Linked DNA regions of Mus musculus: region 1 is linked to region 2. Evidence: chromatin contacts called from public promoter capture Hi-C data. All regions are on one chromosome and are shown on one strand. Each heading gives the region's core, a stretch centred on a gene start, on an enhancer-like site or on the middle of the called end of the contact. The rest is flanking DNA. Distances are from core to core; before and after follow the strand shown.

What was found. Promoter capture Hi-C pulls out the DNA fragments that hold promoters and counts their contacts.
Region 1: a promoter capture Hi-C map of neural stem cells shows a contact between it and region 2. The contact joins the promoter of 1700095J03Rik here to the enhancer-like site in region 2. A contact is called at or near these places in 20 of 39 promoter capture datasets (the 3T3-L1 cell line, 3T3-L1-derived adipocytes, the C10 cell line and 12 more), 95 of 484 Hi-C or Micro-C datasets (the 3T3-L1 cell line, the 63-12 cell line, B cells and 62 more), 20 of 115 datasets of contacts at active chromatin or transcription factors (PVALB interneurons, bone marrow-derived dendritic cells, craniofacial prominence and 12 more) and 4 of 9 other capture datasets (adipose tissue, embryonic stem cells, liver and 1 more).

Annotation. Positions count from the first base shown.
Region 1 is chr7:109,436,728-109,443,626 of GRCm38.p6, forward strand. 1700095J03Rik (RIKEN cDNA 1700095J03 gene) reads left to right here and starts at 1,891. Exons shown (of 2, transcript NR_152110.1): 1 at 1,891-3,455. It overlaps Stk33 (serine/threonine kinase 33), which reads right to left and starts at 2,326. Exons shown (of 14, transcript NM_054103.1): 1 at 2,190-2,326.
Region 2 is chr7:109,149,531-109,156,979 of GRCm38.p6, forward strand. The region is part of intron 1 of Lmo1 (LIM domain only 1); the gene reads right to left. It overlaps Gm44781 (a long non-coding RNA gene), which reads left to right. Exons shown (of 4, transcript XR_003946852.1): 4 at 152-1,051. Among named protein-coding and RNA genes, the nearest start is that of Gm44781, 10 kb to the left of the region's middle. Within about 2 kb of position 4,966, at least 13 of the 459 cell types and tissues checked have an H3K27ac peak or open chromatin away from gene starts, as enhancers often do. A contact at or near this core is called in the N1E-115 cell line, neural stem cells, oligodendrocyte precursor cells and 1 more, where this site is marked.

The DNA of each region.
Region 1 (6,899 bases), core at 641-3,140, 280 kb after region 2:
CCACCCACAAGCATTCAAAGATATAAGCCTATGGATGCCATTCTTATTCAGACCATTAGGGTACAATATATACACACTCTGGATCCCAGAGGATCCATCCATCCACCATATCACCCTTCAATAAAATGAAACATCAGCCCCACGGGTTTCAGGCATGGAACTGTGATAGAACTAGAATGAACATGTAAACCATCTGTCTGGTTCTGTAGTCTGTGCTTCTAGGCACAGCATGATATTTTCATATACGACTGAATGCCATGGGGAAACAGTTGTAACTCAAGCATCCAGCTCGTTATTAACGCCCCTAGCCCCCGTGTGCCAGACACACAAATGCTACTGAAGGGAGATAACTGTGCCGGAAGGGCCAATGTTTGAGGAGGTTTGTTCCAGATAAATTAATCAAATATAGTGATCACTTTGAGGAAACATTTGGCCTTGGGATATTAAGGGTGACCAAGAATTAATTAAAGAGAACAACAATGGCAGGGACAGGAACATGTGCAAAGGTCCTGAAGTGAGACAAAAAGCCATGATGGAAAACTGAAGAAGAGTCTATGTATCCCCAAGCACAGAGGCGCATGCTTGCAATCCCAGCTACCTGAGAGACTACATCAGGAAGAAAACAAGTAGAAGCTAGCCATAAGGCCTGGCCTAAATTTATTTATTTACTTATGTATTTATTTAGAGTGCTAGGATTGAATTCAGGGCCTCCCTGTGTGCTGTGTGTGTGTGTGTGTGTGTGTGTGTGTGTGTGTGTGTGTATGTATGTATGTATGTATGTATGTATTATGTATCTATTTTGTGTACAATTTGTGGAGTCTGTTCTCTCCTTCCAACACGTGGGTCCTGGGGATCAATTTTGTGTCATCGGACTTGGTGGTAAGCACATTTATTTACCCAAGGAGCCATTTTTCTGGCTCAGCATAATCAATTTGTAAATTTTAAATATTGTTCCTGCTGTAGAGCAAGAGATAAAATAGGAATACTTTAAAATGGGACACTGACTTCAGACCAATTAGAAGGTAACTTCAAGAGACACAGTAAGAGCATGGTAGCCCAGACTAGGGTGATAGAAGAAGAAACAGAAGTGGTTAGATCTGATATTTGGTTTGAAGACAAAATGAACACAAAGTCATGGCAGTATGGACATAGGAGAAAGGGAAATGGGTACTGATGAGGGCAAGATTCCTGGCTTGAAAATGATATAGATATATGATTCATTAGGAAAAGAACACTGGTGGCTTACACAGACTAGACTTTTAGATATGTAGTATCTCGGTGTGGTGCTCACAATTTGAAGACATGACCTGGAGAACAAGGAGAGCAAGCTTAAGTTCAAAATCTGTTGCTTTGGCATTCCATTCGCAGATCCTTCCTCCTACATAGGCTGGCTTGATCTTGCTCTGATGTTGAAGGTGGGTTGTCAGACCAAAAAACAGCGGGGGGGGGGGGGGGCAAGGTTCCTCCGCTGTGGTTAGGCGTGAGGAGCACCCCGAATGTGCAATTATCCCCTACAACTAACTTAACCACTTTCTATTTGTCATTCACAGGGCAATACCACATACAGGCTCATTTCACCCGACAACGGTGTGAGAAATTCTAACGTGCGTCTAGGAAACAGAGACAGCAGGTTTAAATTCCCTGTCCTCAGAATCATCTGGAGACTGCTCTTAACATCGCCCTGCCTCCTGAGCATCCACTCTGTGCAAGGAAAAAGACTTAAGAAGCTACCACATAACGAGGTCCTAGTAGATGTCAGGCTCTTAGGAAATTAAAAAGACACCAAGCCCTTACAACTCCATGGCTTTTAAGGACGTTTTCCCACACACACACACACACACACACACTTACCCTGAGTGAGATCACATTAAACTTTCAAAAATGTTTCCTGTAGCGAACATGGGATGGGAGTGAGGAAGTGAAGATGGACCCAAGCAGCAAGGGACCACCCCAAACACCAGACCAGGGGAAAATGAGGTCCCGGGTGTTTGGGTCCCCCGAGACTCCTAAAAGGGTCCGTGATCATCCCCAGGACCCTCCTCCGCGCAGGACGCCTGGCCGACCGCTGGCTGGAGCCCTGAGGCCCGTTTGCCTGCGGTTGTCATAGCAACGGGGCTCGAAGGCTGCCTAACCCTCCCGCCCACCTTTTCCCTCAGGGTAGGGCGAGTCAGCGTTGCGAGGCCACTCACCACAACGGCCGGCGGGCTGCCCCTGACAGAGGCACACACTTGGACCCGAGTGGTCCCCCAGCCCCGAACGCCACACCTAAAGAAGCTGAACTTTTCTAAGGCCCGGGATGCCGACCCAGGAGGTGGACGGGGTCTGCACCGGGACAAAGCGCGACAGCAAACGCGAAGCCCCAGCCTTCCGCGCGCAAGTGAGGCCTGTGAGGAGAGCGGGGGCCGCACAACGGCGCCCGCGTGCCCGGGAGCCTGGTCTCCGCGGGCCGCACCCCAGACACGGAGCGGGGAAGCCTGCCTCGAGCACCGTGTCAAGTAAAACGCTTTTCAACAGCACTGTCGCTATCGTGACGGGATGTTCCGACTTATTCTCAGTCATGGCCCAGGCGGCCGGTGCTCGTGCGGCGAGGCTCGCCCGTCCAGGGGGCCTCATACGATGTGAACGTGGTCAGGGCGTCTCTGCTGAGAGCTGGGTGTGGATCCTCACAGAAAGGCTGAAGTGGCCCGTGACGAGTCAAATAACATATCTCTAGACTTGTCCCAAGCCTCTGTGGGACCATCTCCAATGTATGTCGCAAGCAATGGAGCCGTGAAAAGCTGGCTACAGCTGTATGCTAATGTTCTATTATTGATCTGAACTAGGAATGGCTTCTGTGGGCGGGTCCTCTCTCCAGCAGCTGTCGGGAAGAAATTCAACTCTACTTGGACTAGCATAATTATTCAAGGCAGATGTCTTCTAAAATTAAGGTGATTGATAGCCAGTAACAGTACAGCAAAGCAATTAATTTTATTGCTTACAGGTGTACATTTGGCAACTACTTAATCCTGTTGCTTTCATAGGAGGGAAAAAAGTGCTCAAAATGGGCACAAGTAGTTGGTAACTTCATTTTGGAAACCATTTTTCAACCACAAATACTCCCTGCCATGTACTATATTAATAGAACTTTGGGATCTTGGCCAAGCAATGTTCTGGAAAATTACAGAACTATCGTCTAACAAGAGTCTGGAAGAGATGTGAGAATTTGCACTCTGTATGTCCCCCTTGCCTGTATAGAAAGATGGCATGATTGCCCATCCAAGCCTAAGTCTGAGCATGAGTTTGAGGAGATAAACTACTATCTGCTTCACTGAACTGTGACATGCATGGATCCGCCTTTAACAAACCCCTACGAAGGCTTTTAGACTCCGGACCCTTCCAAAAAACAACTTCAAACATCTGACAAAGCCTAGTTAAGGGACAACACTGGTAGGAAGAATTGTTGGAAAGGCATGCTGGTGAGTCCTCCCCTGCAGTCTGTCAGTGATGCCCAAACTTGCTCAACACCAGACATCTACCGGGAATTTTTGTTTTACTTTATTTTGTGTTTAAGTGTAGATTCACAAATTATACACTCAGAGATTCTGATTAAATAGGTCCCAGTTTTGAACGGGTGGGTAGGTGTGTGTGTGTGTGTGTGTGTGTGTGTATGTGTTTCTAGCACTGGTTAGGAACCAGTAGGCTAGGGTTTTGTTTTGTTTTGTTTTGTTTTTTCTGAGTTGGGTCAGACCATCGAAGCACACTGTGTTTGTAGTCTGGGAAGATAGTTTCAGTTGATAAAATACTGACTTCAAGCATGAGTACCTGAGGTTGATTCCCAGAACCCAAGTTAAAAAAAATAAATTGAAAACTGGGCACAGAGGCACATGCTAATAATCCCAGCACTAAGGAGGTAGAGACAGGAGGTTTCCTGAGGCTTACTGGCCAGCTATCATAGACTAATTGGTAAGTTTCAGACCAGTGAGCAGTCAAAAACCAAAGTTGACAGTTCCTTGGAACAACACCACCTAAAGCTGACTTCTAGCCTAAACACACACACGCACACACACGCACACACGCACACACGCACACATACACACATACACACAGGTCCATTTATTTGGGTGCATATGAACATGTATCTCTGCCGTGTTTATATGGAGATCAGAGGACAACTCTTGGGGCTCAGTTCTCTCCTGCCACCTTGTGGGATTTGCAGTTCAAACAAGTTCAGGCCTGCATATGTGCAACCTCTACCCACTGAGCTGTCTCACTGATACCCTCCAAAATGTTTAAGGCTGAGTGTACCACCTTATCTTCCCCTTGGAACTCTGCCTATCGCAAGTCTTTAGCATCAGCCTTGCTCCATTTGCTTATATTAAGAAACGATATCAGTGGCTTGCAAGCACGGCTTGGTAGATAAAGACACTGAGTAGATAAAGATACCAATCCTGACAACCTGTCCCATTCCCAGAACACATGCAAAGGTAAGAGAAAGCCAACACCTGCATGTTGTCCTCTGACCTCCATACATGCACCGTGGCACAAGCACATGTGCACACATGTGCAGACACAATAATAAAAATAAATAAGTTTTAAATAAGAATGGAGCTTTTCCCCTGACAGTAAGTAAAATATTTGTGACATCTCTGCATTTGTTAGAGGGTTTGTTTTGTTTGAGACAGAACTCACTATACAACTCTAGGCGTCCTAAAACTCGATGTGTAGACCAGGCTGGCCACAAACTCACAGAGACCCACTTGCCTGCTGGGTACTGGAATATAAGGCATGCACCACTCTGCCTAACTTTAAAGCGGTTTTAAGAATGTCCCAACCCCGTAGCAGAATCTTTCCAGCTTATCTAAGCCAGGGTTTCTCCTTTTTTTGGTTCATAAGCCACTAAAAAGAAATATGTTTTATATTGCCACCCACTGTATATGTATTTACTAACAGAAACACTTCTGAGATTTAGTTGGCCTCTAATTCCATCTGGAGAAGGTTCTAGGCTCTACAGGACCAGAGTGAGTGCTGGGGATGTAACTCAGCAAAAGAGGACCCACCTAGCATGTGTACCGCCCTGGGTTTGCCAGGACTGCAAAATAAATGAACAACTCATATGATTAGATTAGGCCCATCCAAAAATTCAGGATAGTCCCCCACTTCTATAAAGAAATAGCTGTGGGTATAGAGCCCTTGCCAACTAATATAATTACTTTATGCCCCCATAGGACAGTCCATGCAAGAAACTTTCAATTCTGTTAGGAAAAATAGTCATGCCTTATCCGTATGAAGGGAGAAAACCATGAGATCAACTTCATTTCCCTTCTTAGCATGGATTCCAGGAGATGATGGGGCTCAGATTTGCAGTTCAGTTTTAATAACTTGGCTAAACTTAGCAGCTCACATGTCTACAGCTCTCTTTTATCCTCTTCCATGTTCCCCTCATTCTGACTTTGATTTTTTATTGACTACTATATTGATGTTTATCTTATGCTGCCCCACACGCTTTGCACTTGCTGTTTTTTCTGCTTCTAAAGCTCTGCTCTCTTAGCTCTCCAAGGCTGCTGCTTTCTCATAATTCAGACTGTACAGTTGCCCCCTCCTCAGAAAGCCCACCCCAACCTCCTCTCTAGAGGATTCCCCCATACACATACCCCCAGTCTATCATCTTATCTTGTTTCATCTACAAACACCATATAAAGTGGTAGACCCCAACAGAAATTAAAACCTCCTTAGGAAGAAATTAAATTTTGAATTATATACTTTTCAAATAAGTCCCCCTTCCAAAAAAATCTTAATATAACATAATCTAAACACCTCTGCATTTGTCCTTATAGAGAGAAACCAATGAAGCTACACAGGAAGGTGATGCACTCGGGAGTCTGTGAAACCCACACAGAGACATCCTGGATCTTCTTAGGAAATCTTGGTGTTGTGCCAGACGAAAAACATTTTTCAGAGTATTCAAGTTGCTCAAAGCAGCCACATTAAATATTATGGCTAGTTACCAGAGCCCAGGTCCTCAGAAAAGAATTGCAGCACCATAACCATTAACACAACAAACTCTAGACACTGCCAAGGACCTCGCTCTATTCCAGGGGTCACCTCAGCACTACAATATGCTCTCCTGTTCCTGAAATTATTAACGTCACCATTGGCAGCAAGTATGATATGCCATTTACGTAAACACTTCAGGGTAATGTCAGGTACTGTAGAGTATCAAATTGCTGACATTTAAGAGAGAGGTCAGAACTGAAGCGTGGTGAGAGAACAAACACAAGAGTAACTAGCACAGCTTGTTCCAGCTTTTGTTGACCCTGTTGATAAAGGTACCAGAGTTTGGGCTTGGGCAGAGAGGTAGATTTCTTAAGTCAAGGAACGGTTGATTTGTGTTATTGTTTTAGAACACTCTCTCTCTCTCTCTCTCTCTCTCTCTCTCTCTCTCTCTGTGTGTGTGTGTGTGTGTGTGTGTGTGTGTGTGTGTGTAGTTTTTGATTTATATGAAATAGAGATCTCCTATAGCCCAGACTGGCCTCACACTATGTCATTGAGGCTGGCCTTTAACTCTTCCCAATGCTCCTGCCTCAGCCATCCAAGAGCTGAGACTATAAAGCTGTATGTGTGCCACCAATCCCAGATGATTTATGCATTAATTAAATTTCATGTTTTATTTAAAATATCTTAGCATATTGCTAAAGTACTTTTCTATACCCTGTACTGCGCAAAAACAAACACAACAACAACAAATGCTTAAGCCTTCATGTTAAAACAAACCACTCAATTTCTCTGATGTAACAAAGTCAGAGATATGTAGATTATTGCATGCTCTATTAAGGTTCCCCCCCCATGACACTTGTATTTGGAAAATGTGTAATTCAAAATGTAAGATTTTCCTAATGGGACTTTTTTTTCCTAGTAGGCTC
Region 2 (7,449 bases), core at 3,716-6,215:
ACTGCTGTGTTAACTGCTACCATCACTCCCATTCTAAAAAGTGAGGTGTGGAAAAGGTTCCCAACTTGTCTGTAAGCAGGAAACAGAGCTGGGATTTGAACCTTGGCAGTCTATCTCTGGAGCCCAAGCATGTGACTTTCTCTGCTCCAAGGCAGCGCTGTATCGATGAATGCTAAAGCGACTCACACAGGAGACTTCATGAAGGTTGGAAGACACTGCAAAGTATGAAGATGCACTCAGCCGCAAGACACATGGGTGGAGCACACAAGTACTCCTCCACAGTCATGGAATCACAGGGCCACACAAGAAGGGGCTATGTCCATTTTATTCTCCCCCACCATAAATTCTATCAGTGCCCAGCTTGGAACGGACACACACCAGGTGTTCAGCAACACATCTGGAGGCACATTCATGCTTGCAAGTGTGCATATGCATGACTGGGTCCACACACAGGTTCATGAGCTGATGTAAATCTCCACCAAGGAGGCACAGGTGCACACAGACATGGACTGTCACACCCATCACTCTAAAACAAACTCGGATTGGAACAAAACCTGGCACCTTGGGTACAGGAGGAAGCAGAAGTCACATGAATCCCCCAGCGCTCAGCCCTGTCATCATCCCCTCCCACCTCAGCAGCTGAGAGTAGGACTCAGAGGGTGTCATAGATCAGGGCTCTTGCCATCCACCTGGGCCTATCCCAGATGTGGAGCTGCAGAGAAGAACCCCAGCAGAGCCCATCTGTGCCCCTCCTAGGCATCAAACCCCTTGAATAAGGCAATTTGAAAGTGTAATCTAACTCTGCCTCATCTCTCTCTCGCAATCTCGTTTTCTCAGAAGTAACTATTCCGCACAGGCCCGCCCGCACAGCCTGCGAGGCGGCTTCCATTTCACACTGGTTTTATCTCCACAATTTCTCGTCTCAGTGCACTTCTATCCCAGGCCCCGCCACGTGGCAGGTGAGGCCAGAGCTAATAGCATTTCCTACTCATTTGGAATCAAAAGCCAAGAGGAACAACTGTTGGAACGCATGGCCATGGTCACCCAGTCCATCCACTCGTAATGACCTCTCTGTGAGTCCTTTTGCAGTGTGGTGTTTACTAGGTCAAGGGAGGGGGGGAAATAGAGGCTCCCCTAGCCTCCAGCTCCCTACTGACACATGGGAAGTAAAGCTGGGAGACGGCTGAACTAATGAAATGGGGGTCAGCTCAGGGGAGAGACTGACACCTCTGAAGTCAGAGAGAGGGTGGGTTGGGAGTAAGCATTTGAAGACTCATGGTGGCCTCGGCATGAATTCCAGTTCTGTCATTTTTCCAGTTTTGCCTCAGCTTACTCAGTGACTGAATGAGGAGAGACTACGTTAAATAATCATTTCAAAGATTCGCTTAGATCATAGACATGAATTCCTTATAACAAAGTTTGACCCAGTAGCTGAAGACAATCAGCTATGAGAATGTACGGCCATCTATGCTATGATCCAGCAAGTCTATCCCTAGATCTGGGGAAGAGGCAGAGCTGCTGCGGGAGGGGGTGGAGGGTAGGGGGTGGGGTGGGAGGGAGATGAGCTCCAAATCTGGGTGACAGAAGTGGAAGGGAAGGCTCAACTCACAGCTGAGGGTTTGCGTGTGAAAGATGGCTGGGTAGGGGATTGCTGGAAGGTTCTGGAGGGGGCCTGGCACAGGACAAGACACTGGAAAGCAGTCCTACAACAATGTCAGTTCTCCTAATTGCCAAGCCCCGCCCGCCCCCAGTTGGCTTCAACAGAGAGAACTGCCTGGCAGTTTCCCTGGCACCTGCTGCCAGTGTTATCCCACTCAGCTGGAGGGTGGCACTCCACATCATCCCTCCCCGAGTGCTCCAGGGTCACTGTGAGCCAGTGGCCAGAAATCCCATGCAATCTGTCCCCTGATAAACCCAAGAGTGGCACAGGCACAGGTTGCTGTCTGGAAGCTTCCACGCCCAGCCTGCTCTGTCTCAGAACCATGATGGCATCACCCTGTCTTTTTCTTATACAACGTGTGTGTGTGTGTGTGTGTACTTTCCTTAAGCTCCATGCAGACCATGCTGAGGAGGAAAGCTTGGAGCATGATGCAGGGACAACTAAGGACAAGGTGGGCTGCTTGGAAGCCGAGTGCTGACCCAGGCTCCGCAGAGTGGAGCCCCCCAGGGAGCAAATTCCAGTAGAGTAAGAGTAGGAGGCACTTATGCAATGGGCTTTGGGGGAGGCCAACTGTCCTTAGCATCTTGCATTGGAACCCCCCAAACCACTGTGACCTTGGTGTGTCTAGAGGCAGAAAGCGGCAGAAAGCGCCGAGGCCCTGGCTAGGGAAGAAAGCTAGGCCCTGCACAGCCTGGAGTGTGGGATAAGAGTCGTGCAGTCTTCATCTACCTGGGCACTTTTGACAGAACATCAGATCAGTGGCTTGCAAGCAGCAGATTAACTTTCCCACACTAGGGCCTGGGAGGGTCAGAACCAAGGCACTGGCCTGTCCTTTGTCTAATAAGAGCCTGTTTCCTGGCTCATGGACAGCTGTCTTCCCACTGGAACTTCACACACCAGGAGGGAGGCGGGAACTCTCTGGGCTCCCATGCATAAGGATACCAACCCCACTCATGAGGTTCTACCCTCAAGGGCTGTATCTCCTATCTTCACTATGGGGATTGGGAGGAGACACACACATTCCAGGAGCCAGCTGAGAACGTTTAGACAGGCTGGGAGGAGGAAACACCATGATGGGGGGCAGCTTCGTGGGCTGACCCACAGACTCCCTTGGTCTTCTTTGGTCCTTCATCAGGACCTGGACGCATAGGAAGCTGTGCATGCTCACTGAGGTTCATTGACTGGTATGGTGCAAGTACCTAGTGCGGCCTCTCCCTCTCTATGACAGGAATGGATATCTTTTCTGTTTGTTTCCCTGCAATCTCAAGCATAGTTTAAAAGCTATAGATCTAGGCAAGGCGGCGGTGGTGGCACACGCCTTTAATCCCAGCATTTTCAGGGCAGAGACAGGTGGATCTCTGAGTTCAGGGCCAGCCTGGTCTACAAAGCAAGTTACTGCATAGCCAGGGCTACACAGAGAAACCCTATCTTGGAAAAACAAACAGGCAAACAAACAAACAAACAAACAAACAAACAGCAGCTAGGAGCCCTGATTACCAGCTGGTCTTTGTGCCCTTCCCCACCTCCCTTTAATAGTACCCACACCATCACCCCACCCCCAACCACATGTTCCTAGAGAAACTCAGCATCAAACAACACACACACACACACACACACACCTCCTGCTCCCCATCCTAGCTAGCTCTTCTAGCTCTTTCCATTTCCAGAGCTACTTTTTTGGGGGGGAGGGGCAGGGTCTCCTGTAGCCCAGGGTGGCCTGGAACTCACTATGTAGCCAAGGATGATGTTGAATGTCTTATCCTTCTGCGACTACCTCCAGAGTGATGGGATTACAGGCATGTATCACCATTACCCAGTTTAGTAGTGCTGGGGCATCGAACTCAGGGCTTTATGCATGCTCATCAAACACTCTACCAGCTGAAGTACACCCCCAGACCACCAGATCCACCTTTCACCCTACTTTGGGCACAGGTCCCACAAGCCTACTGCTCTACAACTCATTCTTCACTCAGCAGCAAGAGAAGCTTTTCCAAATAAACCAGGCTGCTGGTCACTACCCAGGTTGGAACAAAGCTTCCCACAGCTTTCAGTACAGTGAGCGTGGCACACCTGCTTTGCATACAGCCTGTAAGAACTTCATGCAGTATGGCCCCCACCTCCCCATCCCACAGTGAGCTCCACCACACTCCAGATCCACCTCCTGCCTCGGGGTCATTGCACATACAGGCTCTTCAGTGCCTGTTGCCTTCCCATCCTGGGGCTTAAATATCAACAGAGAGGACTTTTTCACCCACCATACTCTCTCTCTCTCTCTCTCTCTCTCTCTCTCTCCCTCCCTCCCTCCCTCCCTCCTTCCCTCCCTCCCTCCCTCCCTCCCTCCCTCCCTCCCTCCCTCCCTGTCATTTCCTTTTGAGTTTTCAATAGCAACTGACCATTGCTTTTGTTTTCCTTTGGAAGGTGTAATTCTTGAGGTCTGTCTTCTCTACAGCTGTTCTCCTCATACTGAACCCGACAGCCGCCCTAAGCATAGCTTCAATAAATGAATGAAGAGACTTAATGGCAGCTATCCAGATATTACTGGCAAGCATCTCTGGCTGGAGTGGGCAGATTTATGTAGGCAGGTGCCCAGAGCAGGGAGGGCCCTGATGGCATACTGCTGCCCCTCTGCCACATAGCCCAAGACACCTGTGGCTCGGTGGTCCTAAGAAAAAGAAAGAGACAGCTATGGTAGCAGCACTCAGTCCTGCCTGCCACGAACGACTTTTTTCTCTTGTATGTATGCATGCATGCATGCTTGTTTGTAATGGGTGCCAGGGATCAAATGTGGCTCCTCGACCTCATGCTTGTACAGAGAGTACTTCATGGACTGAGCTCTTTTGAAGAGAGTTTTTGAGAGGTGAATCCCAGGGCTCTACCCCATGATTCCTTTACACATAAACACTCTGACCTGCTCAGGGTGTGACAGGCAGAGCTGCAGGGTTCATGGGTCTGTGGGAGGCCAACAGCGCAGTCCTTTCCTCTTCAGCTTGTCCTGAACCCCTTGGCTCCTCATACAGACCCTATGTACCTTGCTATTCTCTGAAGGTCCCTCTGGGTATCTAAATATGACCACTTTCCCCTTGTAACCGAGGCTGAGCCTTTAGGAGCCGATGGGAAGAAAAGACCCCTGAAATTTCCTATAGAGAACTCCAGACCCAAGCCTTTTTCTGTCCCGAGTCTCCCAATCCTATCCCAGGCTGCAGAAGCCAGTTCCCATGTTCTTATAGATGTGTTACCCGGAGCCACACATCTGTGAGAGGGATGTGTCTGGAAGCTGTGTTCCCCAGACGGTGACTCAGCAACAACGTGGGCACCTGTAAAGCCAGCGTCACCCATCTAATGAAACGGGGCTCCCAAGAGGCCTACACTCTCCACAGAGGAGGAGGAGGACTCACACTCTCAGACAAGTCTCAATTTCACAGCATCAGGGACATGAGCACCAACTCGCTGAACCAGAAAACGAGAGTCTGGCAGGAGCTGCAGACACACCGTGAGCGTCGGGGATCAGAGATTAGGGCCCTTTAAAATCAATTTTGAATTCAAAGTTTTAAATGTGTTCTCCAGGAGGCACAAAGAGGGGACCCTACAGTCTGGCTCAGCCTTCCCAGCTGCTGGGCTCTGCTTCCTTCTTGAAGCAGCAGAGCACAGCACCTGCTAGCTACAATGAGTCGGACACTGGAGGAAGACAAAAACAAACAAAAAAAAGACTGGAAACTTCTAGGTACAAGCTGCAACAGCATAGGGCTGAGGCTTCCTGTTGCCACCCCAAAGGCTGCGATAGCCCTTCTCTGTAGGAGTGGGAGGGACCCAAGCAGCTGAGATGGTGGACTCTGAGGTGGGGTAGCTATGGATTCTAGACCAGCCATGGGCTCCCAGGGGAGATCCTTGTTCAGAATAAACTTCCCTTCTAGCAAAATGGAGAGAGAAGACCTGGAACATACCCCCAGGGGAGCAGGTGTGTGTGTGTGTGTGTGTGTGTGTGTGTGTGTGTGTGTGTGTGTGTGTAGCACAGCCCCAGGGAAGCAGGGGTGGGGGTAGGGGTGGAGGTGCTGGATCACAGGCTCCAGGAAGCAGGAGGCCACTATGTGGCAGTCAGTAGAATAGACTCCTGCTAATGCAGCTACCAGCTGTACCACATGCTATGGGTAGCTGGGAGCTGCCTGTTGGACAAGCTGTCTGTCATCTGTCAGGCCATGTCTGGGGGACTGTGAAGTCACCACAATACACAGGGCAAAAGGTCTCACCAGGAACCTGGGCAGATCAGATTATTCCAGCCAAACCCTGGAAAGGGCTTCAGAGCTCGTAAGAGGACACTCACCAGAGTGTGCTCCAGGTATCCCTTCTTGGTCCTGTGCTCCAACCTGGGGCCGGCCAACCCCAGTGACTTTTCACCTACAGTCAACCCACGGCTGATGTCTTCTCAGATTGTGTAGGGAAGCAACCCTCTAACGCTTCTGATCCCAGTGTTTCTGCGAGCCCAGCCTCCCCCACTTCTCCTAAACCTCAGGCCCTCTCTATGCCATAGTGGTCCTAAGATATAAACCTCAATAACCATGAAGCATTCAGCAGGGGACAAACAGCCACAGGAGCATCAGCGTCTTGGATCCACTTCATGGGGAGCTCCTTATTTTTTAAAAGGAACACTGAACAGCAGCTGGGGTTCCCAGACCACTTAGGGGCAAGGAGGCAAGGACCCCCTAGCTTGGGAGTGGGTTGCTGGCTTTTCAAGGAAATTGCAGCGAAAGCCTGGGTAATGCTCCTTTTAGTTACAGCATAAACTGTGGCGATAAAGCGTACCTGGGGAATGTTTGTTTAGAGAAAGCACTAATGATTTCTTCCCCAGTGGTTAATAAATTCACTTCTAGATCAATTTGTACGCGATAGAGCCCGGCGAGCGGAACCCGCGCGGCGGGCACAGTCGAGTGTGTCTTTTTCAGTATAAATGATTTATTACAATGATTAGCGGCACATAAACAATTTAAAATACAACGCTAATTAGTTTGGGGAAGAAAGGAGGGGAAAAGCCGCCCTGCCTCTCTACCCATTATGTTCTACTTCTCTAAGTATGTACTTTTTAATTAAATCCAAATGTCACAATAAATTTAAAGTGTTTTATTACAGCTCAGGCTAACTGAGGCAGTCAGGCAAGGTTCACCCCCTCCCGCCCCCCCCCCCAAGGCATCAGTAGGCAGGAGTGGGGGTGAGGATCAAGGGCACCAGAGGGGCCTGCTCACATCTTTCCTCCTGGGTGAGATCTCCACGGGCTCCTGTAAACCCCTCCGGGTTTCTGCAGCTCTGGACTGGCAAATACTAGAAACTCCCAGGTGCCTCCAACCTTCTGCTCACCTTCGCAGTCAGCTGAGTAGAGTCTCTTCCTCCAGGCTTGATCTGAGCAGTCTAGAAGACAGTCATGTCTCCATGATGGTCCCAGCTGTCCTCTACCTACTTTAACCACTTGCCCAGAGAATTTTACCTAAAGGCCCTTCCTGTGTGCCCCTCTTAGGGGGATGACCTGCTACGGGCACTTCAGTTTCCGGGGTGGGGGAATGCAGCAGAGGGGATCAGTGAGAATTTAAGGATTCTGACATGCCTGGGTTCAAGTTGAGGCTCTACCACTGGCTAACAAGGTAGACTTGTTCTTTAGTCTCTCCAAGAACTTCAACTTTTGCCTAAGCAAAACCGTAGCAGCCATACCCAACTTACAGTGTAGAAAGAATGCAAACAATTAAAGCAATAACACCCATAATTCTTCGCATGCTCCACAAGTGGTAATTACTTGTCAAAGCCCT